Linked DNA regions of Oryzias latipes: region 1 is linked to region 2. Evidence: chromatin contacts called from public Hi-C data. All regions are on one chromosome and are shown on one strand. Each heading gives the region's core, a stretch centred on a gene start, on an enhancer-like site or on the middle of the called end of the contact. The rest is flanking DNA. Distances are from core to core; before and after follow the strand shown.

Region 1 (6,021 bases), core at 1,186-3,685, 44 kb before region 2:
ATTAGAAATATTGCAAAATATAAGAGGTTTCAAGATCAAATGATTCATCAAGATATTTAAGATTTATTGTCGTAAAATAAATCATTACTCTGCAAAAACAAGCCCCTAAATAAGTCAAAAAATTGTTGAAATTTTAAAAAAATTCTCTTAGAAAAGATGCAAAAACTTCTGCAAGTGGGTAGATTATTCTTGTTCATAAAAAACATTCTTGATAGGGTTTTTTTCTTGCAGGACAGAAATAAATATGTTGAAATTGTTAAAACTTTCTAAAGATTCAGTTTTTGCAGTGTGCTCTTTTTAAACCAATATAAACCTTGAAATTAGCCACATAAATAATCATATTAAGGTATTTTTGCTCTGGTAAACAGAATTAAATTGATCTAAAATATGTGTATTGCTCAAATTTGTAAAAATAAATTTACATTACGTTTATTTACACTCATAACCCCCAAATATCCTATTTTAAGCACTAGAGCAGTCATTTTTAGCCCTGAATCATTTAGAAATAAGAATAGAATGACACATTTAAGCTACATCTGTCAAAAAAATTGAATGTAAATTACAAGTCAAAACAAAAGTTTCCAGTTTTTTAAAATAAAGCAAATCTGTTTGTTGAAACAAAACCCATCTCCGTTCAAAAATAAAACTTCTGCTTTAAAATACTGTGTAAAAACAACCCAGCAAGATATTCAACATTAATTGCTCTTCAACAAATCAGCAAAAACAGGCTCCTAGAAATACGTCAAAAATTCTTCAAATTTGATCATTTTTCTTTAAAAAAAAAAAGCAAAAATTGCTGGAGAGGAGTTGAATAGTTTTACCTAGAATCCTTAATTTAATCTAAAAAAATTCTAGGACATGCTTTCTTATATTAAGATGCTTTTTGATTTTTGATAAGATTTTTTTTGCAAGACAAAAAAGGACAGAATTTTCTGAAACAAGAGTCTATTTATTTTCCTAAAATGGATTTTTCGAGTTACTATGAGGTTATTTTTGTCTTATATCAAGATATTTGAACTAAAAACTAGTGGTTTTGTGGAGATTTGGGGATTTTTGCAGGGTTCTTTTTAATTCTCTTATGCAAATATTTGTTTCTGCAGTTCCCATAAAAAGACATAACGGTCCACTCACTCCAACAAATGAAGGTGAATAAATATCCTAAACATTCTGAGTAGGTTTGCTCTCATGTGGAAGGAATCGAGCTCACAGGACATCATTTTACGAGCGTGCGCGATGGTGGAGTGGCTGCCCCCCCCTAAAGTCACGCTCCCTGATGCACGCCGGCCAGGTTCCCGTGGTTGCTCTACTTGCACTCCTACACCAGGGACCTACTCTCTCTCTCGGCTCTAACTTTCGACGGCCCATGCTAAAAATGTGCTAGTGGGTAGAGAGGAAATGGAAAAACCTTAATTTCCCTCAGGATGCGTCCAAATAATGGCAAGCCTTCACATACATCATCAAAGACGTCACCGCACACGGAGAGGCGGTCTCTGCTGGGCCAGCTCTGCACAGACTTCAGTTTCTTTGTATGGAAGAGAATCAGAGAGTCATAAAAGGAGCCAGAGCGAGCATGTCATTCATAGACGGTGTGACCATCCCTGACCTTAATCAGTTTGCTCTCATGAAGCTTTCCGCCCGCCCAGATGTTCTGCTGGGCCAGAGGTCGCCTGTCAAAGGCTTCAGAGCTCAGGCCTTCCTGGATGGAGGACTGTTTGGGTTGTTTGGATGAAGAGGAGGCTTCTTCCTGAAGGCCTGAAAATGAGGCTGAGCTGCCATTCTTACCTGGATGTGTGTTTTCTGTAGTGCGTGAATGCGGTGACGTAAATTTGGCCTCGTTTTTCCTTGACCTCAAAACCTCCGAATCCACTATAGTAGAGTTGGAAGCCTGCTTTTTTACTTCCTTCTTCTTCTCGCAGGTTAGGGTCTGTGTCTTTTTCCATTTCTGGGAGTTTGGAGTGTCTTCCCGTCCCTGGGTCGTCCTCTCACTATAAGGCTTCGTCCCTTTGGGGGGTTGGCTCTGGCTCGGGCTGCCGGGCCCTGGGTGACCCGTGGGGCAGGTCAGGAGATCAGCCTTCTGAGTGGATCCTGCAGCTTGGAGCCGTCTGTGGAAACCCTGCTTCTGCCTGCAGCTGCTGGACATGGCTGTGAAAACACACTGCAGTGTTGTTTTAACAAAACATCTTTATTTGGCTTCTTAAAATCTGTTTCTGTAGCACAAATATTGCAAATATCGCAAAACTAAATCAAAAGACAATTTTGACCCTTTTTTTTTTAAACATAACTTTAACACAAAATATTTGCATTTGCAAATTTTGTTGCTAAATATTCAGAAAAGTGACGTTTTACCTGCTAACTCGCTGAGATTTAACAGAATCAAATCCTTGGGACGTCAGTTCGAGCGTTTCCAGGTTGCCAAGGAGACAAGCCTGTGTTGCGTTCACTGTCACGGTAATGATCGTACAAATGACAGTTTAGGTTCCAAACCAAATAACGGCTGTGCCTTGTGTGACAGCAGCTCTTTGCCATAAACATACAAATATCTGCGCAGTAAAGGGGTTAAAATTTAGATAAGCGCTACATTTTTTTATGTATTCATTTTAAGAGTTTTACGTTGTCTGAAAATTCGTGTTAGCTAAAAATATTTATGGGTGCTCATAACTGTTGATGGATTTTATAAAAACATATGGTTTTACGAAAATACTAAATGAAAAGAGTTTAAACATTTTTTGCGGCGAAGTCGCGTCAGTAGTCGATGGAGGAATTCGAACGACGTTGATAAATTCCAGGTTTCCCAAAGGCAACACGAGGAAATGTTGAAAATAGACAAATGTGCGCAGCCGCAGACAGCGCATGGAGTTTTAAGAGAAAAAACAACAACAAAACATTTAGCTTTATTGAAAAGTCTGTTCAAACAAATCAAACATGATGACAGCAAGTACTTAAGAGGGGCTAGCTAACAGTAACCAATTTTTCCCTGAAATAGTAAATATTGTAGAATATACCACATACAAAATGGACCAGCAAAAAAAATTCTGATATTTTTTCTGTTACACTGATGTCACCATGGGTTTTTATGGGTGAAAATAGTGAAAGAAAATAGTGATGCATCAGTAAATTGCCTTGAATCTATATTTCTTACCCCACAAATGGGGGAAAACGAGCAGAAAACCAGTGAAGTTTCATAGTTTACTGAAACAACACAATAAAATGTTATATTTATAGTCTCCAGGATCGTTTGATGCAATATAGGCTATGCATAAAATGGTACTACACTTGAAAAAGTACCTCACTTAAAGTTTTTCTTAAAGTATACTTGAGTATAGGTATAAAGCAAGTAGATCTAAAGTATAGACCATGTACCAGTTGGATAAACTACGGTAACTGAATACTTTTTCAGACTAAATTGGAACATTTACAATACTAAATAAAATGTAAACTGGCTCACTTTTAGTGTAGACCAATACTTGCTGTACACTTACATGGACCACATTTTGCCAATGATAACAGTGCGTAAGATGACAATTAATTTAAAACGTCAAAATTTAGGATCTATAGATTTTATTATGAAGACTAAAATCCATTTTACGGAACATTTTTAGAAAAACAGAGAGCCTGGATCTAAATGGAATCCAAATGCCTCAGCAGCTGCATCCAGTATCCTCTGCAGGAGGTCTGCAGCCTCGTGACACCAGAGGCGCTGCAACTGCAACAGGTTAACAGAACAAAACAGCTCCATGCATGTTTTCTTCAGCAGTCCCAAGCAAATCATCACTCACATTCTGCATGTTTAGATAAAATGCTTGAAACACAAGCGTTAAATCAAACTTTAGTTTGTCTTTTCTAGCTGCTCGACATTTTGTTCCTAAACAGAACATAAATAAAAACACATGTCCCCCAAAATAGTCGCTATAAGTGAGGATTTTTGCTGAAGCTCCTAAGAGATGTTTAAATCTTTTTAGATCATTAAAACCTAAAGCAGCAGAATAATACATGTTTGAAGAAGAACTATTAAACAACTATAGAAATAACTTTTAAGAAACGGGAACCAAACATTAAAGTGTGTTGTTCGAGTTTAGCCAAGTTTAGAAGTATTACTACATTTTAAATGCAAAAGTCAAAGTTTTAGGGACCTAAAAGCTAAATATTCCTAAGAAAAAACACTCACTAGTTAGTATGATCAAAATAAAATAAATTAAATTAAAAAGTAGCTGTTGACTGGTTTACCTGCAGTAAATGCTTTTTCCTTACCTGGAGCAAAGGAAAATGATGCCATGATTCAACAGACTCACAACAGAAACCAGTGACTCAGAAGGAATCAAAAATCCTTTTTAAATACAGTCCATCACCAGATCCACTCTAACATGTTCTTGTGACGTATATAAAGAAATTTAAGCTCAAAATAGCATTTCTGAGTATTCCTTTATTGAAATTGTTGTAAATCAGGAGCAGATAAAAAAAATACTGCATGGAAAACATAGTGTTGGTGCTGGACAAAATACGCTGGGTGGGCCACGAGCTCCCTGCTCTGCTCCATTCTGATGCATCCACTTGCAGACAAATAGATCCATGGACCTCTTTGTTTTCCTCGTCTGAGCTGGAATCTGGTTTTGAACTGTACGGCTAGATAGCTCTAATATTGCTCGCCATTTTTGTTGCACTGGTCATGTAGTGTTGACATTTATTTAATTAAATTGTTGCAGTAAAATGTAAATGAGGGGCTGTAAGCTAGCAAAAGAGTGCATACACATCCAACTCCCAGCAATGGGGAGGAGGCGGGGTTTTTCTGGGCTATTGGTCCCGCCCACAACTCAGAGGTGAGTTTTTAATAAACTCCTGCTGCTCTGCAAAAACTATGTCCTAGAAAACAAGATAGGTTTTCGGATTTAGACTAAAAACAACAACATAATAATAATAAAAAAAACATTGCAGATGCTTCAAAAAATAGATAATAAAATGATCGGAGTGGGTCTTTGAACTTACTAAGAATAAATGGGATGGGCTAAGGAAAACTGCTTTGCTCGTACTATGAAAAGGAATTTTTTTCATGAAATTACTATTGATACGCCAAACCTGTGCAGTGATGTGAGCTAAAGGCAGTGGGATGAAACACCTATAATCAAGAAAACATGTTACTTTGAACTGTTAGAACAATTAAGAGTTGAAATGGGAATTTGTTTTAGTTGTTCTTGAGATGCAACCAATACTAACGTGAATTTTCAAGCACAACATTTAAAACACAGACACCTTTTTTTATTTTTTTAGAGACATATTTAATAAAAGTCATTTGGGCTACGGCTCTTACATTTACAGTTGAGACATTCCTCAGTTATTCTGGGTAACAGTAACATGTCTAGACTGTTTAATTTATCTTTTATGTTTACTTTGTACAAAAAAGAAAAAAGGCCAACATTGTTTTTCTTTGTATAAAAAATATAAGTTAATTAAAATTTAACTCTAATTAAGAAAATAACAATAGACATAATAATAATAATAGCGCTAATGATAAAGATCATAAGCTAAACATAGTGCAGATGGTGGGATATAACTGGTGCTAAAAAGTGGAAGGGACAGTGCAGTGACTTAACATGTGGTCGGGAGGGGCTGAGGTGGGTGGAGGGTGAAACGGCTTTCGCTCTCGCATGCATTCACCAACACACGCAAACGCACTCATTCAGAAAGTGCATGGCTGCCCATCTGTTCAGCACCATCAGAGCAAAGGTTCGAGTCCACTGAACCCCAGGAGCTGCACAACCCGTTCCCGTCTTACGCAGCTCCGGTAAGGTGCGTGCCAGCGGTTGCTCCTGGTCGACGCCTGCTGGGAGCTGTTCTGAAAGGTAACACGGAGAAGGCGGAGCCAAACGACAGTGCGTCAACTCAGACCACCAAACAGAACATTCGTGGAAATCTACATTCACAACACTGGAGGACCGCAGTACCTGTCACACAACAAAAGACGTGAGCAGAAATGGTTCATTGGAATGACAGATGAAGACAAAATCCTTTGTCTTTGGAAGATCTTAG
Region 2 (5,591 bases), core at 1,585-4,084:
GCAAATCGATTTGATCAAGTTAAAAGGCCAAAGGGGAAAATAAAAGTTTCTTTTACATAGTTTTAATGGAAGAAATTGTATGATTTGTCCTATCAGCTCTTCAGTAGCACATTAGCATAAAAGACAGCTTAATTAAACAAAAAAGATGAAATAATTATTTAGCAGTAAGTCTTTAAGTTTGAATCTCTAGTCTAAAATGACATAAAGTATGAAAGGAACAGAAGAATAACTTGTTTTTGTCCATCGCAATACCAGATTTTACAAATCATCTTAAGACCAGAAGTAAAAATCTCATATTTCTAATGGTATTGTTGCATTTTCTGCAAAGGTGACTGAGTTTATGGAAGAACTTGTTTTGGGCAAAACTGTTTGGTTTCAATCTCTGAAAGTTTATCCTTTTCGAGGCGCCGCAGCTCGGACAAAGCTTCCCTCCACTCCGTTTTCCCCGAGCCTTTTGTCGCCTTTTTGCTGCCAAATCGTTCAACTGTTTAAAAAAGACAAGACGAGTGAAACAAACTGAGCACAGCCTCCTCCGTTTCTGCAGAAATCTGCTGCTTTATTGGGATCAGCACTGATCCAAATTGACTGACAGATCCCTTGAGGACACAAAGCAGGTAAACAACACTGCTTTGATGACTGACAAACATGCATTTTGCTCAGTAATCTCACAAAAGTGAACAAAATAATTGCATTGCCCCTGAATATTAGTTTGTCCCTGATAAGTAGCCTTCATAGATTGTTGTCTGTGACATTTCCTACATTTCACAGATTATTTTGCTCCTGAACGAAGGGAGAACTTAATTGTTATGCTGTCATTTGATGTCTTAATAAATTATTGCAAGTTTAACAAAAAATAGAAATTAAATAAAACAATCTTGCCAAACTGATTCTCAGCTTTAAAAAAACACACAGAAGAGAATGCTTTTAAAAGAAAATAGGTGCAAACAGGACATGATGCCGATTTTAACATCTGGTGGAAAAATTTTGCTTGTTCAAAAGCAATTTGAGAACAAGCAGAAAGAGCAGAAAAGTTCAAACCAAACACCAGAATATTTGAAATGCAGGACAAAAAAGAGACTATTCTAAAGTGAACACAGCAGATGCAAAGTCGACAAAAAATCCACACAAAAATAAAGACAACTGTCCTGAAAATGCCAACTGTTGATGGTGACACAGCTTCCATTATAATAAAGTAAACCTGTTTCAGTCTAACCCAATCATTTTAGCTAATAAATATATAGTCATGGTGTCATAATCCTAAATTATTTTACTGGCTGTATTAGTTTTATTTACTATTTTTTACTATGAAATCATTATAAGATGTAAGTGGCTCCATCCAGTTTTGATTTTTTCCGTAATGGAATATATATGTACATATTGTTTAAACATGATGTCTAAATATTATTTTTATCTCAATTTGGAGCTTTTCCACGATCTTCCAAACTGTGCATCTTTGTTATTTCCTCATGTTTTTCATGGTAAATGTTTCATTAAGGAAACCGTTTCTCTCAGTGTTAAATAATAGAAACGAACTGAAAAAGGTTTCTAGATTTCATCAAATGCATGATGAAGAGGAGGGCTTTGCCGCCGAAGCTTTCTCATGTTCACTTTATTGCAGACTATTTGCAAAGATTTTAAACTTTGTTTTTAGACATGAAGGATATTTGAGCAGGTTTTCAGTTGTTTTAACTTTTCCTTGCTTAAGACCTTTCCAAACTCTTCTCAAAATCAGCACTGTCCAAATAAGATTCTCGTTTTGTTCACGTTCGTTCTAAAATGAGTCATTTCCACTTATTACACTATTTTTTTGTGTTACTGTTCATAAAAACTCAAAAAAGTACAAACCATTTGTTCCCAACTAGCAAATGCTTACTTGAATGCTTGTGTGTAACTCCTTTGATATCTGATTACTTGATAATTAAAATGACTTGCTGCACGGACTGATAATTTACTATTTTTTGTGGTTTTCTTCCCAAGATTTGTAAACTTTTGCCCTATTTTTTGACTTTCGCACGGTGAAAAGAGCTACTGCAAAAACTGAATCTTAAGAAATTCCAAGAGAAAAGAAAAGTTCTCTTAATTTTTGTCTTGCAAGAAAACTAATCTTATCAAGAAAGCATAATTTTAGTTTAAGAAAACATGTTATAGTGAGTAGTATTTTTTTTCCATTAATTTTTGGTAAGATTATTTTTCTTTCCCCATTGGCCTTTTTGTTGCTGCTTATTTCAAGAAAATTTTCCAATTTTAGAAATTTCTGACGTATTTCTAGCCTTGTTTTTAACATTGAGAAAAAAAAACGCTAAAACAAAATTATTTTGGTCTCAATGAACTGGCCTCTTTTCTTCGTCAATTCCCAGATCCGTTTGTCGATGGATACAAACACAGCCCAGAAAGGCTGAACCTTTGGGTTGAAGTCTCACTTAAGGAGGGATGGGTCTGTCAAACATGTGAGGCTCCTGCGGCCGCTGGGTGAAAGAGCTGGAGATCAACAGCTGACCGACGGGTGAGCGGTCCGCAGCCAAGCTTGACTGTTCTCTCCTCTCGGCTGCTTTTTGCAAACACTTTCGGATATGTGCACCGAGCGTCGCCCGACACGAGGGCTGCAGTTGCAGCCTTCCCCTCCACGTGAGAAGACCTCATCCACTGAAGCACATCTCAGATTCAAGCCATTGTACCAGCTTTTTTTTTTTTTTTTGGTGCACACATGGATGCAAGTGAACCATTTACAGATCACATGCAACGGCACACAGGAGCACATCTACACGCATCAAATGCAGCAGACGCACACACACACTACAGAGACTTCCAGTCCCCTCCCCCAACTGAATAGTCTGTTCTGACAATCCACAGGACAGCCGGAGCATTGACGTCAGAAGCAGGCCCATGAAAATACAGGGTCCCTGGGGGGCTGAGGGAGCTATGCACATCTTCACAGCTTGGCTTGCAACTAGTTCAACAACCAAAGAGCATATAACTGCCTCTGTTTACTTAAATGGAAAATGCCATAGTAAAAAAGCAGGTCCTTATTTGCACAAAGCCCTGCCATGTTCGGATTTGCATGCGGCCGCAGTGCAGCTCATCTGATTCGTGACGTCAATGGACGTCACTGCACCGTGATCCATTAGGACAAATGTGAGATGGGTGCATAATTTAAGCTCATGGAAATAACATATCGCGGCACACCATTACCTGCCCCCCTGCAACCCTCATTATTGCCATTTTGACTAAGCGCTGTCAGACTGTACAGACCCACAGGAAAAGGCTTGTTTCCCCCTCAGACGCCCTCAAGAGAAAACATGACATCTTTGTTTTCGCTTAAAGTTATGAAACGCATTTTATTTTTATTTTTTCACAAGAGGCTTCATCAGAGAAAAAGAGTCATGTCATTGTTGTCTCTTAATAGGAATTCTACAAACCTTCTGAAACCATTAAAACGCTATAGCATGAGAACCACTTTTTATAAATGCAGTTAGATATGAATTTGTAGCCTATGTCTAATCAGCCATATGACTGTTGTGAATCTGACACTTGATACCTGGATTTACCCAGCCCCACCATGCGGTAAAGGTGCAATATCAGGGTGTGCTTAGATTTTGGGGTGACTTATCTCCCTGAGCCCCTAAATGCGCAGAAAACCTGCTATCACCAAACAAGTTCATCTATATCTGTTCTCCCCTTTGATCTGTTTTATAAGTTTGATGTTGAATGCTCTTCCTGACACTACCCTCTGCGTTTACCCGGCTTGGGACCAGCACAAGCAGGACACTGGCTTGGTCCCTGCTGAGGCTGCATTTATTTATTTATTTTTCCTGTTTATGTCTGTCCATTTGTCCATCCTTACGTTATTTTGGTCTTTTATTTTTATTTTATTTGTGCATTATGTTGTCTTTTGTGATTCATCGCATTTAGGGGGGCATTGCCCCCAACCTGACCATGTCTATATCCGGCCTTGTTGCTCTTCCTGTCTTTTATTTTATGTTCAAATTTCGTAGCTTCTTATTTTTTGTTAGTTTGCTTCTTTTTTATTTTTTTTTATGCTTCTTTTTGTTTTGTTTTTGTTTTTTGCAGACCATCGCGTTTGGGGAGGGGTATGCAACCCTTTCCCATGTCTATATCGGTCCAGCACAAGCAGGACACTGGCTTGGTCCCTGTTGAAACTGCATTTATCGGTCTGCATTTGTCTGTCCATTTGTCGGTCCGTCCATCCTTACATTTCCTTTGCCATCTTTTTTATTTTGGAATGTGTTTCTTTATGTGATATGTTGGGTTTGTTCATTTGTTTGTTTTTGTAATTCTTATTTCTTTAGTTAATTTTTTTTGTTTTGTTAGAAAAAATTGTCATAACTTTCGGTAAAAATGACCCTTTTTTGTCTTTTATTTACCTATTTTAGCAACATTTCAAACTAAAGTACCTCATTTTTGACAGGTTTCTTTTGGTCAAAAGTCACACTTTTACCCAAACAAACCTCCTGACAGTTGGAAATAAACAATTTCTTCACTTCCTGCTCTGTCAAATCTGAATTTATGAGCGTTAATACCCTGTGGGGGATTTTGAGCACACAGTACTATTTGAACACGGAAATGATAGTTTAAGTGAAAACTAATTTCAAATGAGTGACAACTTGATTTGAGCAAACAAATAAATTTTTTATGTACACAAGTTTAATTTCCCTGTTTGCTCTTCACTATTTAGCCGCTCAGTGATTCACCTTTCTGTGGTTGGTGCGCTTAAACATGTGATCTCAGTGCACATGCTCAGTTCTGTCTGTGTTTATTGTATTCAAAAAAAATCTTTAGCATAAATTTTAACAAAATCATCTCTTGGAACAACATTTTTTTGTATCTTATGAAATACAAATTTATAAAAGCTCAAAATATTGTTAATTAATGCAATTTTCATTGAATATTCCAAGTTAATTAACCCTGTGAATGCATTACCTACCAATACACTTTTCTATTAGGTGGGGTCAAATTTGATAAATATGATTTTCCTCCTTAAACACTGTAAAAACATAAATATTACCAAATATGTTTGTCTAATTTAAATGTCTTTTTACACCTAAAACAAAAAATGACAAGAAACCTTTCAGTATTATATGATAACTTGGCTTAAGACAATAAATGTTTAAAAATATTGTCATGCATCTAGAAAATATATTATTTTAAGTAATATCACTAATAAAAAAAATGTATTTACAATTTACAAATATTTTTAACAACTTTATCCTAAAATGTGTACATTTTTTGTCTTATTTTATTTGGTCTAGAAATAAAGATAGATGGGCTGTTATAGCACCTAAAATGGGATGTTTTTTGGTGGGATAAATACAAACGTATGTATTCATATTAAATGTACTGACTTGAAACATATACTTATTTAAACAATATGCTTATTTTAAGACATAATTTCCAACTATCGGAGCAGTATACCCAAATATGATTGTTTATCGCTAATTTTAAGAGTAAATTTTGTCTTAAAAGTACAGGACATCTCACCTTATTTTGCAGAAGTTTTACCAAAATAAAATATACAAGTAATTTTGACAATTCTTTTTACTTATAACAAGGAAAACATTTGGTATACACTTAAC

Evidence for each region. Hi-C and Micro-C count contacts between places; a contact is called where the count stands out from the background.
Region 1: a Hi-C map of embryo shows a contact between it and region 2, with 2.1 times the contacts expected there. The contact joins the promoter of c15h6orf118 here to the enhancer-like site in region 2. A contact is called at or near these places in 3 of 5 Hi-C or Micro-C datasets (embryo and fibroblasts).

Annotation. Positions count from the first base shown.
Region 1 is chr15:26,472,798-26,478,818 of ASM223467v1, reverse strand. It overlaps c15h6orf118, which reads right to left and starts at 2,435. Exons shown (of 11, transcript XM_020709715.2): 1 at 2,347-2,435; 2 at 1,604-2,155; 3 at 1,406-1,522. The coding sequence starts at 2,140. pde10a (cAMP and cAMP-inhibited cGMP 3',5'-cyclic phosphodiesterase 10A) reads right to left here. Exons shown (of 22, transcript XM_023963192.1): 22 at 5,246-6,021.
Region 2 is chr15:26,429,569-26,435,159 of ASM223467v1, reverse strand. The region is part of intron 1 of pde10a (cAMP and cAMP-inhibited cGMP 3',5'-cyclic phosphodiesterase 10A); the gene reads right to left. Among protein-coding and RNA genes, the nearest start is that of pde10a, 15 kb to the right of the region's middle. Within about 2 kb of position 2,834, at least 4 of the 8 cell types and tissues checked have an H3K27ac peak or open chromatin away from gene starts, as enhancers often do. A contact at or near this core is called in embryo, where this site is marked.